7 separate regions of the Sus scrofa genome follow, and regions 1, 3, 4, 5, 6 and 7 are each linked to region 2. The links are chromatin contacts, called in public Hi-C and HiChIP or PLAC-seq maps. All regions are on one chromosome and are shown on one strand. Each heading gives the region's core, a stretch centred on a gene start, on an enhancer-like site or on the middle of the called end of the contact. The rest is flanking DNA. Distances are from core to core; before and after follow the strand shown. Region 1 holds the start of ZNF614 (zinc finger protein 614). Region 2 holds the start of LOC110261292 (zinc finger protein OZF-like). Region 3 holds the start of ZNF615 (zinc finger protein 615). Region 4 holds the start of LOC100626048 (vomeronasal type-1 receptor 4). Region 5 holds the start of ZNF432 (zinc finger protein 432). Region 6 holds the start of LOC100624467 (zinc finger protein 347). Region 7 holds the start of LOC100517161 (zinc finger protein 84-like).

Region 1 (2,700 bases), core at 43-2,542, 410 kb after region 2:
GGTACAGGGTCTCCTTCAAACGCAAGATAAGGGAGTCATACATGAACCAGGAGCAGCTGCACGATGCCCTGGAGGGATGCACCTGTCACTAGCTGCTAGTCGTTTCCTCTGTTATTCACTCAGAGATGGCTTTGTCATTGCCTGCACCTGATTTTGCTCAGGAACCTACGTCACCTTCCCTAATACAAGTCATGAGGACTAAAGCCTAGGCGCCTCTGTTCTGTGGAACGGAGGGCCTCCTGGTCCCCCACTTTCTTTCTGTAAAAGAGTCTCGTGTGTTTTGTTAGACCCCACAGTCCAGGATTTCCCCGTTGCCCTGCAGCGCTGAACGCGGCAGTGTGAGAGAGAAAAAAAATTTTTAGTCAAGTCCTTGAGGGCAGACTTGAAGGAGAGAATTGTATTTGAATGAACTGGAGAAATGCAGCCCTCAAGCCTGTTTCCCCGCATTCAAAGTCTGATCCTAAGCCAGCCTACAGATTCTCCAGGGGGCCCTGAACCTCCCCAAATAGTGAGCGCGCCAGGCACAAGTCTCTTGACTGAGTCCTATATTAAATGCCACATTAAACTCCAGACATGCCCAAGAAACCAACAAGGACATCCCGCTAACCCGGACTTCAACAGAGTCCCACGTTACATCTGGAACCCAGACCAGACACCGCGTTCAAACTTTCCACCGCTTTTTCAACCACTGAGTCTCTTAAGCAGAGTGATCCAAGTAGACCTCAAATAGTGCCAATCGGACTCTCGGCCGACGATTTCTTCAGACTCTTAATCACTGATTACTAAAGGCTCCATCACAAACGCTCAGGGGCTGAATCTAAATAAAATCCAAACTACGGTCTTTTACACACGCTCAGCTTCATAGAACCCCACAGACCACGAATCCAAGCCCAGAATCCAACTCACCTAATCTCAACCTCTTCAGGTACCACTGGGAGCGACGAAAGGCTGAGCCCACGACCAGAAAACCACTTTCTGTCCGGACGCCCTCCTTTGCGGTCCCTAGAGACGCTGACCACCTGGGACCGGGGAATCCCACGAGAACCTTGGCGCGTTGCCGGGGTTTCCGAGTTCCAACTGCGGGCTCCGCTCTGTGACGTAACACGGCCCCGCCCACATTGACGTTTGGATGGGCGGGGCCATCACGGCTGTGGGGAGAAATCGTTCCTGACCGCCTCAAAGCTTTCACCTCCTGGTTGCGAGGGACAGTCAGCAGTGATGTACTAAATGTAAGATTTCGGAGGCAGATGCCTCTCCAAGGCCAACATGGCTCGTTCAGCCTGCTGGGGAACCAAGAAAGATGGCGACGCCCTTTGTGTACTTCAGATCGGAAGCGCTATGGAGTACCATGGGCGCGGCCATCTTGGAACAAGACTCATGTCTGTACGGCAGAAAAGGGCTCAGATCCTAGGAGACCTGGAAAGATTTTAAAAGGTAGAAGCCGAGACATCACTGGAAAGGCAGCGGCCGCAGAGTTGATAAAAGCAGTGGTCACTAAAAATCTTAGGTTTGGGGAGAGAGCAGTTGTGTGTGGAGTGGGTAAGGTCTTTGGGAAGGAAGCAAGACAGCCACTGAAGAGGTGAAGGCTGAGTTCCTGTTGTGGCTCAGCAGGTTAAGGATCTGGTATCACTGCTGTGGCTCAGGTCGCTGCTGTGGCGCAGGTTCGATCCCTGGCCTGGGAACTTCCGCAGGCCACATGGGTGTAGCAAAAAAAAAAAAAAAAAAAAAAAAAAAAGAAGAAGAAGAAAAAAGAAAAGGCGAAGCCCAGGCAGAGTTGGATAAAAATGCTAATACCCACATGGGAGTGGATACAGAGCAACCTCTAGTGGGCAGGGTGATGAAGTGAAGGTGCAAGTGTATGTCTGGGTTTCCTTCCAAAAATAAATGAAGCTCCTCCATTACAGCCCATATACTAGGCTTAAAATTTCTCCATAGCATTTTTCAGAACTGACATTCTCCTGTTTTACTCAGGAGGCTTCACGAGACTTTACGTTCCATGAAGCCCATGACTTTGCTTGTTTGTTCACTGAAGTCTCTCCAGAGACAAAAGCAGAGCCTGGCAAAATAATGCTCAAAAAACATTTTATTTTTTTTTTTTTTAAGAGCTGAACATCGGCATATGGAAGTTCCCAGGCTAGGGGTCGAATCCGAGATGCATATGAGGGCTAACCCACAAACACAGCAACACTGGATCCGAGCTGCATCCAGCTGGATCCAAAACATTTTTAGGAGTTCCCATTGTGGTGCAGCGGAAACAAATCCAACTAGGAACCATGAGGTTTGATCCCTGGCCTTGTTCAATGGGTTAAGGATCTGGCATTGCTGTGGCTGTGGTGTAGGCTGGTGGCTACAACTCTTATTAGACCCCTAGCCTGTGAACCGCCATATGCCGAGGGTGAGACCCTAAAAAGACAAAAGACAAAAATAAAAAATAAAATAAAAACATTTTTTAAAGGAATGAATTACTCAGCACAGAGCTGGGGATTGAATAGTGCCACAACACTATATGGGATTTTTTTTTTTTTTTTTTTTTTTTTTTTTGCTAAAAGCAGAACTCACCACTTTAAACTGGATTAAATATTAAAATATGCTCCCTTTTTTTGGCTGTGCCCCTGGCATGCAGATATGCCTAGGCCAGGGATCAACCCATTCTACAGCAGTGACCCAAGCCACAGCAGTGATGATGCCAGATCCTTACCT
Region 2 (2,700 bases), core at 184-2,683:
TCCCCACCCTGCCTCACTTGGGACTGTGCACTCTGAGGGGACTCAGGATGGAGAAAAGCAGAATGCTGGCCTTGGACAGTCAAGGTGCACATCCAAGGAAGGATTTCCAAGAGCCCAGACTTTACCACCTTCCCATACACTGAAAAGCAGTAAATTCATTAACTTGACATTTCTGGTTTTCTTTAACACTTAACTTTTTTTTTTTTTTTAAGTGCCACACCCGCAGCATACGGAGGTTCCCAGGCTAGGGGTTATAGCCGCTGGCCTACACCACAACCACAGCAACGACAGACTGAAGCCGCGTCTGCAAGACTACACCACCTCTCAGGGGAATGCAGGACCCTTCACCCACTGAGTGAGGTCAGGGATCAAACCTTTGTCCTCATGGTTCCTAGTCAGATTCGTTTCCGCTGAGCCACGATGGGAACTCCAACACGAATCTTTGGATGCGCCAACTAACTGGATTGTTGTTGTGGCTTTTTTCGTTTTGTTTTTGCAAAACTCCTATACACCCTCGGCTCCTCCTTCACCTCTTGGGAGCAGTCCCTCAGAGAGGCTGTGGCTGGGCTTAAGTCCGCAGTTTTGGTTTTTTGATTGTAAGTTGATTTACAATGTTGTGCCAACTGCTGCTGTACAATAAAGTGAACCATGCATACACACACGCTCTTTTTCTCATATTATCTTCTACCATGTTCTTATCCAAAAGCCTATAGTTCCCTTGTGCTGTACAGTAGGACCTCACCGCTTATCCATTCTAAATGCAATAGTGTGCATCTACCAACCCCAAGTCCTCAGTTTTATCTGCCAAATAAAACATAATTCTCAACTTCTAGGTGATACCTGTTTAGTCAACAGAAAGGATTAGATGCCCGTTTATTAATTCCACAGTAACAGAGCACGTTATCGAGTGGGGTAGAATTTGGGGCAGAAAAATTCTGAGTGTCTCAAGACAGGCCCGTTTTAGCTTTTTTCCCCAACTGCAAGGTGAGGAGAGACAGAGACTAAAAACGAGGGGCCTGGGAACCAGAACATCCCGGCTGTGGAGTGTGCGAGGTGAAGGAAAGTGGGTGTGTTTCTGGAACGGAGCGGGCTCTCCAGAATCCCGGGGCCAGAAGCAGGACGGAGCCTCTCCTGCAGCGGGGCGGTGGGCTCGCGGCCCTCCAGGGGCGGAGACGCCGAGGCAAGGGGGCGCGAGGGGCAGGGATCCGCTCGCGGATTTCCACAGGAAAGCGAAGCCGCAGCCCCTCCCCCTCCCGCCTCGCACGGCGACGCCTGCATTTACTTCGTCTGCTGGACGAAGGCCGGGATTTTAGGATCAGTAGGAGCCTCGGACCCAGATACGGGGGACAGGGTACCGCAAACACCGGTTTAAACAAGAAAGATGAAACTCACGCTCTCGTAGGGTGACCCTCGCTCCGCGGGAACCGCTTCCGGGTCTGCAGGAAACTGCGCAGTGAGCGTGGAGGAGAGAGGCGGGGCGACGTGGAGGCGGGGCCTGGGCTGGGAGGGACGTAGAGACGTAAAAGAGAGCGGACCCGGGCGGGGCCAGATCGGGGGCGGGGCCAGATCGGGGGGCGGGGCTAGGGCTGCACTCTCCCGGTGCCTCTGGTTTTCAGGATTTGAAAGTGCTTGTCTGTTTCTTCTGTGCAACCCTGTTGCTTCCTGCTTATTTTAAGACACTGTTGAAACCACGCAGGATCCGTCACTCTCCCCGGTACAAATCCTTTCTTATGTCCCTCTTCCTGTTTGTGGGAAATAGGCTTCAGCCTCCTAGACTCTCCTTGAGTATCAAAAGTCAGAGTCACATAGTTGCTAATCAGGAAGTAAGGGAATGCAGAAACGAAGGAGGAGCAATCAAGCAACAACGGTGCATGCAGTGATTAAAGCAGGATCCTGGGTGCTCCTGAATTATCTCTGAGTTATTCTATGGGAACTAAACCCACACCTAGGTGGAGGATGTTAATTTTAGGCTGAGCTCAAGATTCCTGGAGCGCCTCCCTATACCTCACAATGAAAGGATGAAAATGCAACCTAACCCTCCCAGAACCCAGGAAGTTAATAAAAAGCTCTAAATGCCCCCGAATTCCAGACCCTGCTGGCTGCCAGTAAATAGGTAGAAGGTCACACTTCCTATTGTTCCAGGGCCTGCTATCCTGGCCTAAGTAAGATAACAGGAAATGAGTTGACTAATCGCTTATCTGGATTCTGTAAAACTGACTGGCACCATAGAAGAATTGATTACACATTGACAGCCCTAGTGACCTATCTCAACTGCAATCTGTCACTCTGCCCAGGAGCCCACGCAGATGCGGACCTCCGGAGCTATTTTAAAATGATTGGTCCACGGAGCGCGGGCTCTCGATATTTTAAAATGATTGGTCCACGGAGCGCGGGCTCTCGATATTTTAAAATGATTGGTCCACGGAGCGCGGGCTCTCGATATTTTAAAATGATTGGTTTGTGACGCACAGGCTTTGTTGTGAACCCCATAAAAGCTGTCCCGATTCCGCACTCGGGGCCGCAGTCCTCTACCCCTGCGTGGTGTACGACTGTGGGCCCCAGCGCGCTTGGAATAAAATCCTCTTGCTGTTTGCATCAAGACCGCTTCTCGTGAGTGATTTGGGGTGTCGCTCTTCGAGCCCGGACGAGGGGATTGTTCTTTTACTGGCCTTTCAACTACCAACCAAGAAGAAGAAAGTC
Region 3 (2,700 bases), core at 29-2,528, 350 kb after region 2:
AGCGGAAACAAATCTGACTAGCAGCCATGAGGACACAGGTTCAATCCCTGACCTTGCTCAGTGGGTTAAGGATCCAGCGTTGCTGTGACTTTGGCGTAGGCCAGCAGCTACATGCCCAATCCTACCCCTGGACTGGGAATCTCCATATGCTGCGGGGGCGGCCCTAAAAAGATTAAAAAAAAACCTAAGCTCATTTCATACTAATTTGATCACTAGCAATGGCAACTGGAACCACTATAATTAACTATGACTGATTAGTATTGCCATATATCCTGCCAGAAGGCTAGACGAATAAATAAAATAGAGATTCTATTAGCAAGTAAGAAAGTGTGAATGTGTGTCAGGCAAATAAGCAAGTGAACGCTGCTGTATGTTAAGTGGGTGAAGGCAGGCATTAGCAAACGTTTTCTACAAAGGGATAGATAGTATATATTTCTCCTTTGAGGGTTAAGATCTGTCACAAAGGGAGTTCGCCGGTGGCTCAGCGGGTTAAGGATCCTACGTTGTCACTGCTGTGGCTTGGATTCCATCCCTGGCCCAGGAACTTTCCCATGCCGCAGGCACGGCCAAAAAAAACTATAAAAACTTTAAAAAATTTAAAAATCTGTCACAAGGACCCAATTCTGCCTTTGCAGGGCGAAAGCAGACAAAGAGAAACACAAGAGATTGGCTTGGCAGGATTAGTAACTCTCTGCAGTTACTCAACCCCTGAATAAAAAGCGAAAAAACGTCGTTTCAAACTCCTCCGGACTGTAACGTCTTCCCACCCATCCGCCCAGGTTGGAACTTGTCAAACCACCAGTCAGAAATCCTAGGCGTCCATAGCTTCAGCTCTAACAAGCCTCTCTGTACCAGAGACAGTGACTGCACATCTCATCATTAATACGAAACCTGGGACAGACACCCCCATGTGAAAACCATCAACCACGGCACGAATATCACTGAGCCCCGTTCCCGAACCTCAACCTGAACCGTGATCATCATAAATGCCACCTGCATCCTTAACAGAGCGACCTGCAAAGACGCCCAGACCCTGAGAGTGGAGACACAGTCCATGATCTCTGCAAATTCTTAATCGTTTTAACGACCACCGCCCAAGGTACCCCAACCTGACTGACGCGGCAGACGCTCTCCTCGCTCCTCTCAAACACCTTCACCATGGCGCTTTCCCCAAACCCTCCAATAACTCTGTCCACACTACACCACGTCCAACCAGTGGGCGTGACGTCACCTCCTATGGGACAAAAAACACACAAAACTTCACGGGACAAATGCACACACTGACCGGACTTTCTCCCTCCCACGAGAGTCTAAAGGTAACGCTTTCAAGAACAATTTCTACTCCGTCTCCCCAGTGTTTTCGTCCGCCTATGGCGGCCGAAGAGGGTCTGAAGCGTTTGGGGAAACGCGGAAGACCGGATTTCCGGCAGCTCTTAGTGAGGCAATATGTCCGCGCCCAAGTTGCAGAGGACCCAGTGAGCGGCCATGTTGGGACGCCTGACGTACGGAAGGCCAAGGGGTGGGTTTGGGTTCCCAGAGTCAGGGATGGCAGGGAAGGCAAGACGCCGCTGAATTTATCTAATTTCCTGGCACTTCGACTCTTCAGAAATTAGCAGATTTTTAGAGACTCAAGGTTTGTGAAGCAAATGTGGAGTTACCTAAACTTCGTTTTGCGGACTGGGCAGAAAAGGAATATTGCCATGGGCTTTATTTTACAGTGTGTATTTTAAACCGAGAGAGGCAGGTTTGCAATGGACCAAAAGTTCAGCGGTTGGTATAGCAGCAGAGAAGGAACTCCTGGAAAAAGAAAAGGCAATGCATTCAGTAAATGGACATCCCACAGCTCATGGCAATGCCAGATCCTCAACCCATTGAGTGAGGCCAGGGATCGAACCTGCAACCTCATGGTTCCTAGTCAGATTTGTTTCCGCTGCGCCATCACTGGAACTCCAAACCTTTGTATTTCTAAACACAACTTTAAGAAAGTAATGAGTAGCGCCAGAGATTAGGAGAAAATATTTACATATTTAACATCTGATAAAGGACTTATATTCAGCATTTATAAAGAGTTATCAAAATCCAACAATAATAAAACAACTATCCAGTTACTTTTGCTGACCCCGCGAATAACCCATGCCTTTAGATCTTTGTTCTTAAGCTTAAGTCATTTACCATCACCCTGACTGTTTCTCAAGCAGGAAGACGGGACAAAGTAAGGACGGACAAGATGGAGTTTTCAGCAAAGAGGCTAAGAAAATATTATAAAAACATGTCTCGCAACAATCTTGCATTGCTGAGGCTGTGTAGGTTGGCAGCTGTAGCTCCGATTCAACCCCTAGCGTGGGAACTTGCATATGCCATGTGTGCGGCCCTAAAAAACAAACACGCACACAAACAAACAAAAAATCCCTACAACTGCAAAATTATAAACTACCTAGGATTAAAAATAAGTGAGGATGTCTGGGACATACAAGAAAAATAGCACAACAAATCTTGTGGTAAGAATGTAAGATTTTGGATAATAAGAGGATCATAATGTAAACTGAGCATAATTGAATATGTTGTTATTCAAGGACACCCCAGTTTAACGGATACTTTAATGTGGCTGAAATTATCATCCAACTTATTCACCCATGGTATTATTATAGCCATGAATATCTAAAACATTTTATAATATGGAAACATGTTTATAATGCGAGA
Region 4 (2,700 bases), core at 5-2,504, 290 kb after region 2:
CCAAAATGATTCCCATGCCAAATGATTTCCTGTGCTGTGGCGCCCAAGCCCCCTCTCTCCCTGTCGCTAGGGACGCTTCTGGTCCGGTGCGTCCTCAGACGGTTTCGGGGTGCTGGAGTTCGGGGCTCGCGCCCACCTCTATGACGTAACGTGACCACGCCCATCTCAGCGATCATGGCGGAAGCGGTACCTATGGAGGCTACGGCTCGGAACAGGAGTTGAAATCACTTTTGGCCACCTCCTCGCCTTTCCCTCCTCATTGTTGATCAGCAGCACTTTGATGAATGATCTTTTAAAGGCTGGACCCTATCCAAGGCCGTGGCGGCGCAGGCCGGAGTCTGTTTCGTCTTTTGGACAAAACGGAGAGATGGCGGCGCCCGCGCGCAGTGATGAGAAAGCATCATGGAGGCGGCCATTTTACAGGAAGTACAGTTCCGTACGGCAGAGAGCAGCCCCAACCCCGCTGCCAAGAGCCAGTGTTAAGACGAGCCGTTGGCCCATCATCGAAGTTTGCAGGAGCCGACACAAGTTGTAAAAGCAGCGACCAGACAGTGTGAAAAAACGCTTGTGACTTTAAGTCCTGGTGAAATTTGGCAATGAAGTAGAGCGGGGACGGGGATGAGTACCGCAAGTCTCAACAGGTCTGTTGGTTACAGACCTATTGAGGGGTGGGGCGATGCTGAGACTCTGACTTTGTGAAGAGCAAGGGCCACAGGCCTGGGAATGTGGCTACCTCTCTAGGGAAAGGGGAGGAGTGAAGCTTCAAATATATGCAAATATTTCCTTAAAAAAATAAGGGGTATTTCAGAGTAATTAAGAGATGGCCATGCTATTAGATTGGCATCATTCTCAAAATAAACACATTTAAGAAACATTAGCCGTCATTTGATGCATCCAAGGGGGTAGTAGAGGATATAATCTATAAGTCCTTTTTATTTTTTGTTTTGTTTTTGTACTTCCTTTCTAGAGGTCAATTTAGAATTATAATTTAAATTTTTCATTCTTGTTGGTCTAGATAGTCCAATGTTAAGAATCTTTGTCAAAAGCAAACTTTCTATATTAACCACAAAAAATTTTGGTGAAATTTTTTAAAACTAGGAATAACCTGAATGTTCAATCAGCAGATGAATAGTACGGTAATTTAAACACATCCTTTCAGCAGAGCAGTCTATAGCCGTCAAAAAGCCAATTAGGGAGTTCCTGTTGTGTGGCTCAGACCCTCACTAGTATCCATGAGAGTGCTGGTTCCATCCCTGGCCTCCCTTGGTGGGTTAGGATCCAGCGTTGCCAAGAGCTGTGGCGTAGGTCACAGACAGACTTGGATCTGGCATGGCTGTGGCTGTGGTGTAGGCTGGCAGCTGCAGCTCTGAATCAGCCCCTAGCCTGGGACCCTCCATATGCTGCCTGTGTGGCTCTAAAGAGGAAAAAAAAAATTTTTTTAATAAATTTCTCCTAGGCAGGAAGCATGTCATAGACAATCATAGAAATAGTCCTGAAATATTCTCTGATTTCAATTTTTTTTTTTTTTTTTTTTGTCTTTTTGCCTTTTCTTGGCCCGCTCCCATGGCATGTGGAGGTTCCCAGGCTAGGGGTCGAATCGGAGCTGTAGCCGCCAGCCTACGCCAGAGCCATAGCAACATGGGATCCGAGCCGCATCTGCGACCTACACCACAGCTCATGGCAACGCCGGATTCTTAACCCACTGAGCAAGGCCAGGGATCGAACCCGCAACCTCATGGTTCCTGGTCGGATTTGTTAACCACTGAGCCACAACGGGAAGTCCTGGTTTCAAATATTATGATGGGTGAGTCCCTCAGTACTTCCGTCTTGGCCCAGATTATATCCTGAAAAGCCCTTCCTTGAGGAGAGGGAAATCTCCTCCGTTCCTACCTAGAGATTACCCTAAATTTCTATCTATTCCTAGATTTTATTTCTCCTCATAGCTTTTATCATTTCCTGGACATTTTAGGATCTACTTACTCTTGTTTTCCTTCACTGGATTGTACGGACCACCATAAAAGCTGTTCCCCTGCCTGTTCACTGATGTTGCCTCGATGTGTGACTCAGTGACTTGCGCAGTGATGGTGCATTAAAATATTCCTGGAGGAGTACATCACCCACAGCCAGGATTTCAACTGAATTCTGGGTTGGCCATAGCATGGCAAATTCCCGTTTCCTTTCCTATGGATGGGACTCACTGTAGCTGGGATCTCACGTCCTCATGGGATCACGGGAAAGAAAAAGGGGTACAGGAGAGAGCGAAGACCCCACTTCGAGGCCAGTAGGAAGAAATGAATTCAACAGAAGTCACCTGTCTCAATGCAGCCGGTCACAGAGGAGCCGGGATCCTTAAACGGCAACTCTTCACAGATGTTAGGCCTGTGGACAAAATTCAGGTTTCATCTCCAAGACATTCCAGAAAGATCTCACCTCCTCCAGCTCTCCACCGTTCTCAAAGACTAAGGCTCTGGTTTTGCTTTGGCTTTATTTATGCTAGGCATCATTGTCCTTGTCTGCTTTGTCTCTTTATCATCAGTTAAAGCTCTCTGACACCAAACAGGTTGCACTGTCAATTCTGGGCTTTAGAATTGTCTTTCCCTCCAGTGGCTGAAGACACGCTGATGGGCCCATGCGTTTATTCATTCCCTCTCCAGTATATATGATAACGGTTTGGGTTTTTTCTTTTATCCACTGTGGGCT
Region 5 (2,700 bases), core at 172-2,671, 430 kb after region 2:
GCAGGTAATTTTCAGAAAAATTATAGAAATGAGGTCATAAGGGCAATGAGGAAGTATAAATTTTTCCTTTAAACTTTGTTGCTCTCATACCTCCTTTAAAAAAATGCTCGTACACCCTGTTTATATGCACACTTCAATATGAGAACCACGATCACTCACACACACACACACACACACACACAAAGAGGAGTTCTCATTGTAGCACAGTGGAAACAAATCTGACTAGGAACCATGAGGTTGCAGGTTTGATCTCTGGCCTTGCTTAGTGGGTTAAGGACCTGGCATTGCTGTGAGCTGTGGTGTAGGTGGGCAGCTACAGCTCCAATTTGACCCCTAGCCTGGGAACCTCCATATGCCAAGGTTGCGGCCCTAAAAAGACAAATATGTGTGTACACACACACACACACCACACACACACACACGCACTGGGAAAACAGCAGCCTTTATATATTCGCATATAGAAGCTGAAATGAAATCAGTCAATTTACAATAGAAATCTAATTTAAAAGCTTACTATATTTAAATATGCAAAATCGTTCATCTTCCCCCAAACTTTCTTCATTTCTTTGGATTCAAAAGAATGGGTGATAGAGGGAGCCAAAAGGGAGGAGAAAAATGGGTGCTGGTGAAGAAAGAGACTTGGACCTGAAGCTTTTAAGAAATGTTAACTAACCTTCAAGTCTGTCCCAGCTGCCAAAGTCTGAGCTCAACGTACGCACCTACCAGGACTCCCCAGCCTCCAGACCTTCTGCTGTCCCACCTCTCGGCACAAAAGACGGTGATAACCGCCCCACCGGATTAAGACCAAACCAGACCTGATACACGCGCACGCGGACCTCCTTAACGGTTCTTCGACCTTCGGGCTCCAAATTCTTCGAGACCCTGAACAAGAAGCCGCAATCATTCGACAAGCGCCCCCCGCCCCTCCAACCAGGTGTCAGTCACCTGCAGGGAGAGTGGCCCGTGAAGACCCTGAACGCTGACCTCAGGACAGCTTCATCTGTTCAGACGTTTAATCGTTAACCACCAGAGTCCCCTTTGATGGACCCCAAAGACGCCCCGATCACAACATCCAGCACAGACTCTTCCCTGTTCCTTTCCAAAAAAACGAAAAACCCCAAAAAACCAAAGCCAAAAAACCACCATCCCCAAGCTACCTTCACGGACTCAGAAGAGCCACAACCCACCGAAAGGCCAACAGACCGTCCCCGTCCCCGCCTATTCTACAGACCGACCCTCACACCGACCTGGTTCTCTCCTGAACCTGCAGCGACCTCTTCCGGGCCTAACTTACTTCGCTAAACTTCTTTCACTTCTGGTCCTCTCGCCCAGCCCCCTCTCCCGAGACCAACGGACACGGGTCAACAGCGTTTCTATCGCGTTTCTATGGTGAACGGATTGGGAGTTTCCGGCTTTTCTTTATGAGGTAATATACGCGCGCCGCCGCCGTTGCTTAGGAGCCCTGAGGGGGCCGCCATCTTTGCACACCTGACGTACAGAAAGCCGAGCCAGACTGTCAGGGGCCGTGGCTGGAACTCTCCAGTTTCCCGGCACTTCAGCCCTTCACGGAAAACGGGGAGATTATCAGAGGCTCGAGTTCACACAATACAAACATGACGTGGGGGTAGAGTCGTTTGAATGGACAGGTGTTGCTAGCTGTAAGGGGACTGTGAAGGGCGCAAATTTTTCTAAGACCGAAGCCCACCACGACCAAAAGGGCGCGGCGTACATCCTCAGACGGCTGGGACGTCTCTGCTCGGTCAAAAATTAAAACTACCTCTGGACATCTCCATCACTGGTTAATTTCGAAAAAGAAGGCTCTATAAAAACTATCGTATACGCGACAAAAAAAAAAAAAAAAAAAAAGACGGTGGCGCAGTGTGTCCTTTACGGTTTGCGCCGTTAAACTGGAGCATCATGGGCGCGGCCATCTTGGAGGAAATTGTCCGTACCGCAGAGCAAATGCTTGCTGCGAACTGGCGGGCGAAAGTGTGAGGGGAAGACCCGAGGTTTGAAAAAGTGATAGTACGGGGGATGCAGCGATCACAAAGTGAGCAGAAACAGTGGACGTTGTGAGCCTTTACTCAACCTTGGTCCTCACCCTGCCCAAATGCAAAACATGCTACCTTCTAGCACTGAACTGCCTTGTGCCATTATAGATCAGTCTGCGTTCTTTCCATAAAATTAGTAGTATGTGCAGCTCCTGCTGTGCCGCATGGGGACTGGCCACCTCTTGGGAGTGCGGGGACACAGGTTTGTCCACAACTGCAGCTTAAGATGCAACAGTGGCTGGGATCTGATCCCTGGCTCTCGGACTCCAAATCCCCGGGGGACAGGGAAATGAAAATAAATAAAAATAAAATGAGCAATATGTGCTGGCTTCTTTCACATAGCAGGAATGTTTTTAAAAAGCATCAGCTTTAAAGCGACAGTGGTTCAGACTTTTTTGTTGCTTAGTATCCCAGTGTTGGATACTCCAAAATGAGATGAATCATTCACCAGCTGGTGGACCTTTGAGTGGTTTCCAGTTTTTTGAATACTGCAGATGGCACTAATACGAACAGTCCTGTGCAAAAAATGACCTCAGAGAGCTAGTTTTCTCACAGTCCCCATGCGTCGTCTTCACATCATCAAGAAGTCTTTGCCAGACATTTACAAGCCTACTAACCATTTCTAGCCCTGCTCCCCCTCATATTCTCT
Region 6 (2,700 bases), core at 100-2,599, 470 kb before region 2:
TATTCACCTGCGACTTTCAAAGCTAAATCTATTCCATTTTACTGCCTCTTTACAAGTCCCTCACCCATCCTCTAAGTCCCCATTGGTTTTCCCTCATTCTTTCCTCCTTTTCAGTTTTCTATTTTTGTCTCAGTCGCTTTCTGTCTCTGCTTCTCCTGATCCGCATCGCCCACGTATTTACCGAGATGGTGACTGAATAAAATGCCCGCCTACTGGAAAAACACATTTTCCAGCGGGGTGGAATTTGGGACCGTAGAACACTGGGCGTCACACGGTGGCCCAGGTCACCTCCCCTTTCGCGGGGTGCGGGGAAGGGTTGACTCCGCAGGGGAGGCCTGCGGGACAGAAGGACCGGCCTGAGGAGCCGCGAGGACAGAGGGGCTGGACGGAGGGTGTCTCAGGAGAGGGCGGGTTCCCGAATCCCAGGACCAGGGCGAGGACGCGGACTCTCCGGGAGCCGGGCGGCTGGAGCTGCCCTCCAGGGGCGGGGCAGAAAGTCTGGGGGTGCGGGGGGGGGCTCCGAACCCACCTCTTGAAAGAGGGGTTTACCCCGGCGCGGGGGGGGGGGGACCCGCAGAGGTAGTGCGGGGTTTTATGAAAAAGAACCCAGCGAAAGAAAGACAGCCTCTACGTGGACCGAAGGCAGAAAAGCCAAGGGCAGGGACCAGCCTCAGAGCGAGTGCACACACCAAAGAAAAGATAACCCGACCAGGAACGGCAACATCTGGATCTACTAGGGGCGGGGGCCCGGGCGCTGGGATCTTAGGCCTGAAGTCACTCCCACACCCTGAGGAGGGAGGAAGGCGCACCGCGAACACACATTTACACAAGAAAGGAGAAACTTACCCCGTCCAGCCGGACCTTCCCTTCACTCCCTGCTGTCCGCGGCTGCTCCCGCTCCTGCTTCCGCTTCCGGAAAAAAGGCGCCTGCCGAGCGCCAGGGGCGGGGCTTCCGGGCGGGGCCTGCGCTGAGCGCTGCGGGCCGGAGGGTCCGGGGCGGGGGTGGCGGGGGAGGAGGGAGACCAGATGTGCGCGGGGGCGAGGGGCCCCGGCGCTGGCCGGGGAGCGCGCTTCTGCGGACTTTGAAACTGCTTTTGTTTGTTTTTCTTTCTTTCTTTCTTTTTTTTCCCCGCCGCACCTGCGGCATATGGAAATTCCCGCTCGGGGGCAGGGCGAATAAGAGCCGCAGCTGCGACCTACACCACAGCTGCGGCCGTGGGAGCCTTCCCCCCGCTGCGCCTGGCGGGCAGCCCAGGCAGCCTCGGAGAACAGCGACTCCCGGGCCCACTGCGCCTGGCCCGGGTCCCGCGCTGCGGCAGAGCCAGCCGGGATCCTTGCCTCGGCGGCGCCGCCGCACAACTCCTGCCACGGCTGCTTTTAAGGTAAAAAACTTCTACTTGTGTGGACCACTGATGTCATGGAATCTAAGACGTTTCCTCCTAAACAAGTTCAAACCGGTTTGAATTAAAAAGCTATTTTGGGAGTTCCTGCTGTGACGCAGTGGGTTGCCGCAGCTGTGGCATAGGTCGCAGCTGTGGCTTGGATTCAGTCCCTGGCTGGGAACTTCCATCTGCCGCGGGTGAGGCCATAAAAAAAAAAAAAAAAAAAAGGCTATTTTGCCAGCAGTTTGCTCACACGTCCTGCTTCTGCGGCTCAAGCAATTCAGCGGTTGGGAACGTTGGTCCAGGTGGCTGCTCTGGGGCAGTGCCTGGCTGTGGGAACATTTTCTGCAATTAGAATTAATATAAGCCTGCTACGGAAACAAGAGCTGGAATTTTCTCTGTATCACAAAGTAGAATGAGAAATATGAAACCCTCCCTGGGTAGAACGGGTTATTTCATGCTGAAACCGTACAAAACAGCTTTTCCTTTCCCCGCCTCATTCAGCCATGGGGTGGGGGGCAAACGCAACAAGCTCTCAGTGCCAGAGACTCAAGAACAAAACCTGGGGTCTGACGCAGGAGAATGAAGCCATCTGATACTTTGTTATTAAACATCGCTTTAAAAATAGCAATAAAGGGGGGGGGCAGTTTCCTGGTGGCACAGCAAGTTAAGGATATCTCATTGTTCCTGCTGTGGCTCTGGTTGTGGCTGTGGCATGGGTTCAATCCCTGGTGGGGAGCGTAGGCACGCTGTGGGCATGGCCAAAAAAAAATAGCAGTGCATTTTAAAAAATTGCTGTGGATTGCAGTGGGTTTTTTTCTAAAGGGTTTTATTTACCTCTTAAGATCACATTTTCCCCGAGTTATATTTCAGCGTCTCTGACGCATATCACTGTATGAGTTTAAGGTTTACAGCATAATGTTCTGACTTCTATGTATTGAAATGATTACTGCAGTAAGTTTAGTGTCCAACATTGCATACAGACACAATAAAAAAGCAAAAAAAAAATTTTTATCTAACTGCATAATTTTTTTAAAATACTTAGGAAAGGCATCTTATTGAAGAAAAGTAAATGCTTGAGAATGAAGATTGTAATATGGATACTTATATAGTATTTTTAATATAATTTTGATTTTAAGACAAAAATATTTTCTTCTGAACAATGAATTAAAAAGAAAAAATGGAAAACGATAATGGAAGAAAGAATTATTTCTTGTTTTCAGAACAGCACAGCTTTTTAAAATTAAAGTATAGCTGATTTACAATGTTGTGCCAGTTTCTTCTGGAGAAGAGCTTAAAGTATTTTTTTCTTTTTATG
Region 7 (2,700 bases), core at 6-2,505, 460 kb after region 2:
GAAGCCAGTTACAAAAACCACCTATCATATGACTGAACATATAAAATACCCAGAATAGGCAAATCTATAGAGACCGAAAGTAAGATAGCGGTTGCTCTAGGATGGGGAGAATGGAAGTTGAATTGATATAAACAGCCGCAATATGATTAAGAAAAAGATAACCAACCTAACATAGAAAATAAATACACAACTTATAAAATGTTTATTCACCCTTAGCATGTGCAAAGATTAAAAGATTGATGAGGTGGTTAGGAAACAGGCACTCTGACAGAATCAGCACCCCACCACCCCCAATCTAAAATAAGGGTAATACTTATGTCCACCATCAATAGCTTTCAGAATATTAAGATCATGTTACTATTATGTTTGAAATAGTCCCTCATTCAAAAAAAAATGTGTATACACTTAATAAAAATTAGCTCTTACTTTTCAGTTGGAGTTCTTGGGGGAGGATGGATAACAGCCGGTAAAATGTATTCATTAATAGAACATTTTTGCACAACAACCTGGAAAAAAAATCAATCCAATTAAAAGTTTTCATTCTCATTGAATGAAAGTTCTACTAATTTCAGTAATTCCAATTCTACTAATTTCTTCACTAGAAAAAGCATGTAAAAATGACTGAATTGGGGAGTTCCCATCGTGGCACAGTGGTTAAGGAATCCAACTAGGAACCCTGAGGTTGCGGGTTCGATCCCTGGCCTCGCTCAGTGGGTTAAGGATCCAGCGTTGCCAGTGAGATGTGGTGTAGGTCACGGAGATGGCTTGCAGCTGGCATTGCTGTGGCTGTGGTGTAGGTAGGCGGCTACAGCTCTGATTAGACCCCTAGCCTGGGAACCTCCATATGCCGCAGGTGCGGCCCTAGAAAAGAAAAAAAGACCAAAAAAAAAAAAAAATTGAATTGAAATAAAGTCTGCACAGAAATTTCTACCAAGAGTTTCTGGCCCTCTATTCCTCCCCATTTGACCACCCTCCACCTCAGTCAGGTCAGAAACAAAACCCCTCCCTCGCTATCAGCTCTATCCTCCCAACAGCGCTCTCACCTTTCTCCCTGGAGGTGTCACCAAACTTTCACCACCAGTCTTTTCCTTTAACAAAATTTGTTTACTCTGGGCCCACAGTGGGACATGCTACCTCCCTGGTACCACCCTGACTTCTCCAAACCCTACGCTGTTCTGGAAAAGCATTCCTGGAAACCACTCCACGGGCTCCCAACTCCCTAAAGGTCGCTTCCTTTTCCCTTAAGGATGTGCGCACCTTTTTTAAGATGGCCGCGCCCACTGTGGTTGTGTAGCTTGGTACGTAGAAGAGACAAAGTGGAAGTGGACATCTTTGGGGTTGCGGCGCCTTTCTGGGTTGAGACCCGGGTCTCCCCGGAGATGGGCTAGAGCACGCGCACTGCCCTGTGCGACATTGCGATTGGCGTTAAGCCGACAAGTTTTGGGGGGCAGGAAAAGTGGTTGTACGGCAGATCTTCCAAGATGGCGGTTCCCACCGCCAGGGCGCTGCCATACTCTGTCACAGTGTCTTTGTCTAAAAGACGTGAAAGCTAAAGGGAATCTTCGTCGATCGAAGGTTGGCGGCCTACAGACTCGAATGCTACGGAAGCTAAACTCGATTTCCGAGGAGGAACAGCTAAGTTTGTGAATCAGCTGGTGCACGAAGGATCTACTTGGGGGGTAGGGTCTCAGTTTCGCGTTCTGGGAGCAGAAGTAGTTTGAGCTTTGCGGAGATACGAGCTTTGAGGTAGGGGAGGGCTACGGGGAGTCGGTGAGAGGAGCGAGCCCTTGTAGGACAGGGGATGCATTCCATGGTTCAGGAAGCGGGATGGTCAGAAATGAGGATGGCCTGCAGAGGGTCAGGATATTGGGAAAGATTGGAGTTGGCGTGGGGTTACTCTTTGTGGGAGAAGTCAGTGGCTGGGTGGCATTGGAGGCAAATCAGTGTTTGCCACGACCTAGGGAGTGGGTCAGTGACTGGGATGCACTTGGGTGAAGAGGTCAGTAACAGGAGCATCTTTGGGGGGAAGATTATTGATTGGGGGTGAATGACAGGACATCAGTGATTGGGTTGTCCCTGTAGGAAGTCAGGAATTGAGGTTTCTTTGAGGGCGTGTCTGAGCCTGAAAAGGTCTTCTGGGGGAAGATCTGCTTTGGAAGCCTTAGAGGGATGTCAGCGATTGGCGAATCCCTGGAGGAAGGTCAGCGACTGGGGAATCCTTGGGGTATAAGTGAGTGATTGAGAGCTCTCTGGAAAATTCACTAATGGGAATGCCCATGGTGGGAGGTAAGTGATTGACACCGCTTTGACTGGCAGTTTGGTGTTTTTTAATGTCCTTGGCTTAGGTGAGTGTTTGGGACATAGGTAGGGGATGCGGGTCAGCGACTGGGGCATCATTCCAGATGGTCAGTGAGTGGGGTGTCCTTGTGGGTAGGTTAGTTCTTGGGGCAGTTTTGTTTCTTGTCTTTGAGGGTCTCCAGTGGTCACTGAGAATCATGGGAATCTGAGTTTGGGTCTGGGTATGCTGATGATAATCTGTTAGAAGTCATGATTTATGTCAGAGAAAGGCAAATATATGATATCACTGGGGGTTCCCTTCGTGGCTCAGTGGTTAATGAACCTGATTAGGATCCATGAGGTTGCAAGTTCAATCCCTGGCCTTGCTCAGTGGGTTAAGGATCTTGCGTTGTGGTGAGCTGT

Evidence for each region. A called contact is a pair of places that touch in the nucleus more often than the background predicts. HiChIP or PLAC-seq counts read pairs in DNA pulled down with a chosen protein or histone mark.
Region 1: a Hi-C map of liver shows a contact between it and region 2, with 5 times the contacts expected there. The contact joins the promoter of ZNF614 here to the promoter of LOC110261292 in region 2. A contact is called at or near these places in 2 of 5 promoter capture datasets (fetal liver and liver) and 3 of 47 Hi-C or Micro-C datasets (heart right ventricle, liver and retroperitoneal adipose tissue).
Region 3: a Hi-C map of embryonic fibroblasts shows a contact between it and region 2, with 1.5 times the contacts expected there. The contact joins the promoter of ZNF615 here to the promoter of LOC110261292 in region 2. A contact is called at or near these places in 2 of 47 Hi-C or Micro-C datasets (embryonic fibroblasts and heart right ventricle).
Region 4: a contact with region 2 is called in a Hi-C map of liver, with 7 times the contacts expected there. The contact joins the promoter of LOC100626048 here to the promoter of LOC110261292 in region 2. A contact is called at or near these places in 3 of 47 Hi-C or Micro-C datasets (epiblast stem cells, heart right ventricle and liver).
Region 5: a contact with region 2 is called in a Hi-C map of alveolar macrophages, with 2.8 times the contacts expected there. The contact joins the promoter of ZNF432 here to the promoter of LOC110261292 in region 2. A contact is called at or near these places in 2 of 47 Hi-C or Micro-C datasets (alveolar macrophages and retroperitoneal adipose tissue).
Region 6: an H3K27ac HiChIP or PLAC-seq map of alveolar macrophages shows a contact between it and region 2. The contact joins the promoter of LOC100624467 here to the promoter of LOC110261292 in region 2. A contact is called at or near these places in 1 of 47 Hi-C or Micro-C datasets (heart right ventricle) and 1 of 2 datasets of contacts at active chromatin or transcription factors (alveolar macrophages).
Region 7: a Hi-C map of liver shows a contact between it and region 2, with 7 times the contacts expected there. The contact joins the promoter of LOC100517161 here to the promoter of LOC110261292 in region 2. A contact is called at or near these places in 1 of 5 promoter capture datasets (liver) and 2 of 47 Hi-C or Micro-C datasets (heart right ventricle and liver).

What each region holds. Positions count from the first base shown.
Region 1 is chr6:58,133,651-58,136,350 of Sscrofa11.1, forward strand. ZNF614 (zinc finger protein 614) reads right to left here and starts at 1,293. Exons shown (of 3, transcript XM_021097260.1): 1 at 907-1,293.
Region 2 is chr6:57,723,299-57,725,998 of Sscrofa11.1, forward strand. It overlaps LOC110261292 (zinc finger protein OZF-like), which reads right to left and starts at 1,434. Exons shown (of 4, transcript XM_021097266.1): 1 at 1,393-1,434.
Region 3 is chr6:58,077,779-58,080,478 of Sscrofa11.1, forward strand. ZNF615 (zinc finger protein 615) reads right to left here and starts at 1,279. Exons shown (of 7, transcript XM_005653321.3): 1 at 1,110-1,279. The coding sequence starts at 1,160.
Region 4 is chr6:58,016,008-58,018,707 of Sscrofa11.1, forward strand. It overlaps LOC100626048 (vomeronasal type-1 receptor 4), which reads right to left and starts at 1,255. Exons shown (of 5, transcript XM_013998724.2): 1 at 1-1,255.
Region 5 is chr6:58,151,270-58,153,969 of Sscrofa11.1, forward strand. It overlaps ZNF432 (zinc finger protein 432), which reads right to left and starts at 1,422. Exons shown (of 5, transcript XM_021094922.1): 1 at 1,295-1,422.
Region 6 is chr6:57,257,196-57,259,895 of Sscrofa11.1, forward strand. It overlaps LOC100624467 (zinc finger protein 347), which reads right to left and starts at 1,350. Exons shown (of 4, transcript XM_021097261.1): 1 at 847-1,350. It overlaps LOC110261368, which reads left to right and starts at 202. Exons shown (of 3, transcript XM_021097569.1): 1 at 202-283; 2 at 796-1,382. The coding sequence starts at 202.
Region 7 is chr6:58,187,866-58,190,565 of Sscrofa11.1, forward strand. It overlaps LOC100517161 (zinc finger protein 84-like), which reads left to right and starts at 1,256. Exons shown (of 5, transcript XR_002344783.1): 1 at 1,256-1,679. It overlaps LOC100625971 (zinc finger protein 613), which reads right to left and starts at 1,246. Exons shown (of 9, transcript XM_013995152.2): 1 at 1,044-1,246; 2 at 427-506.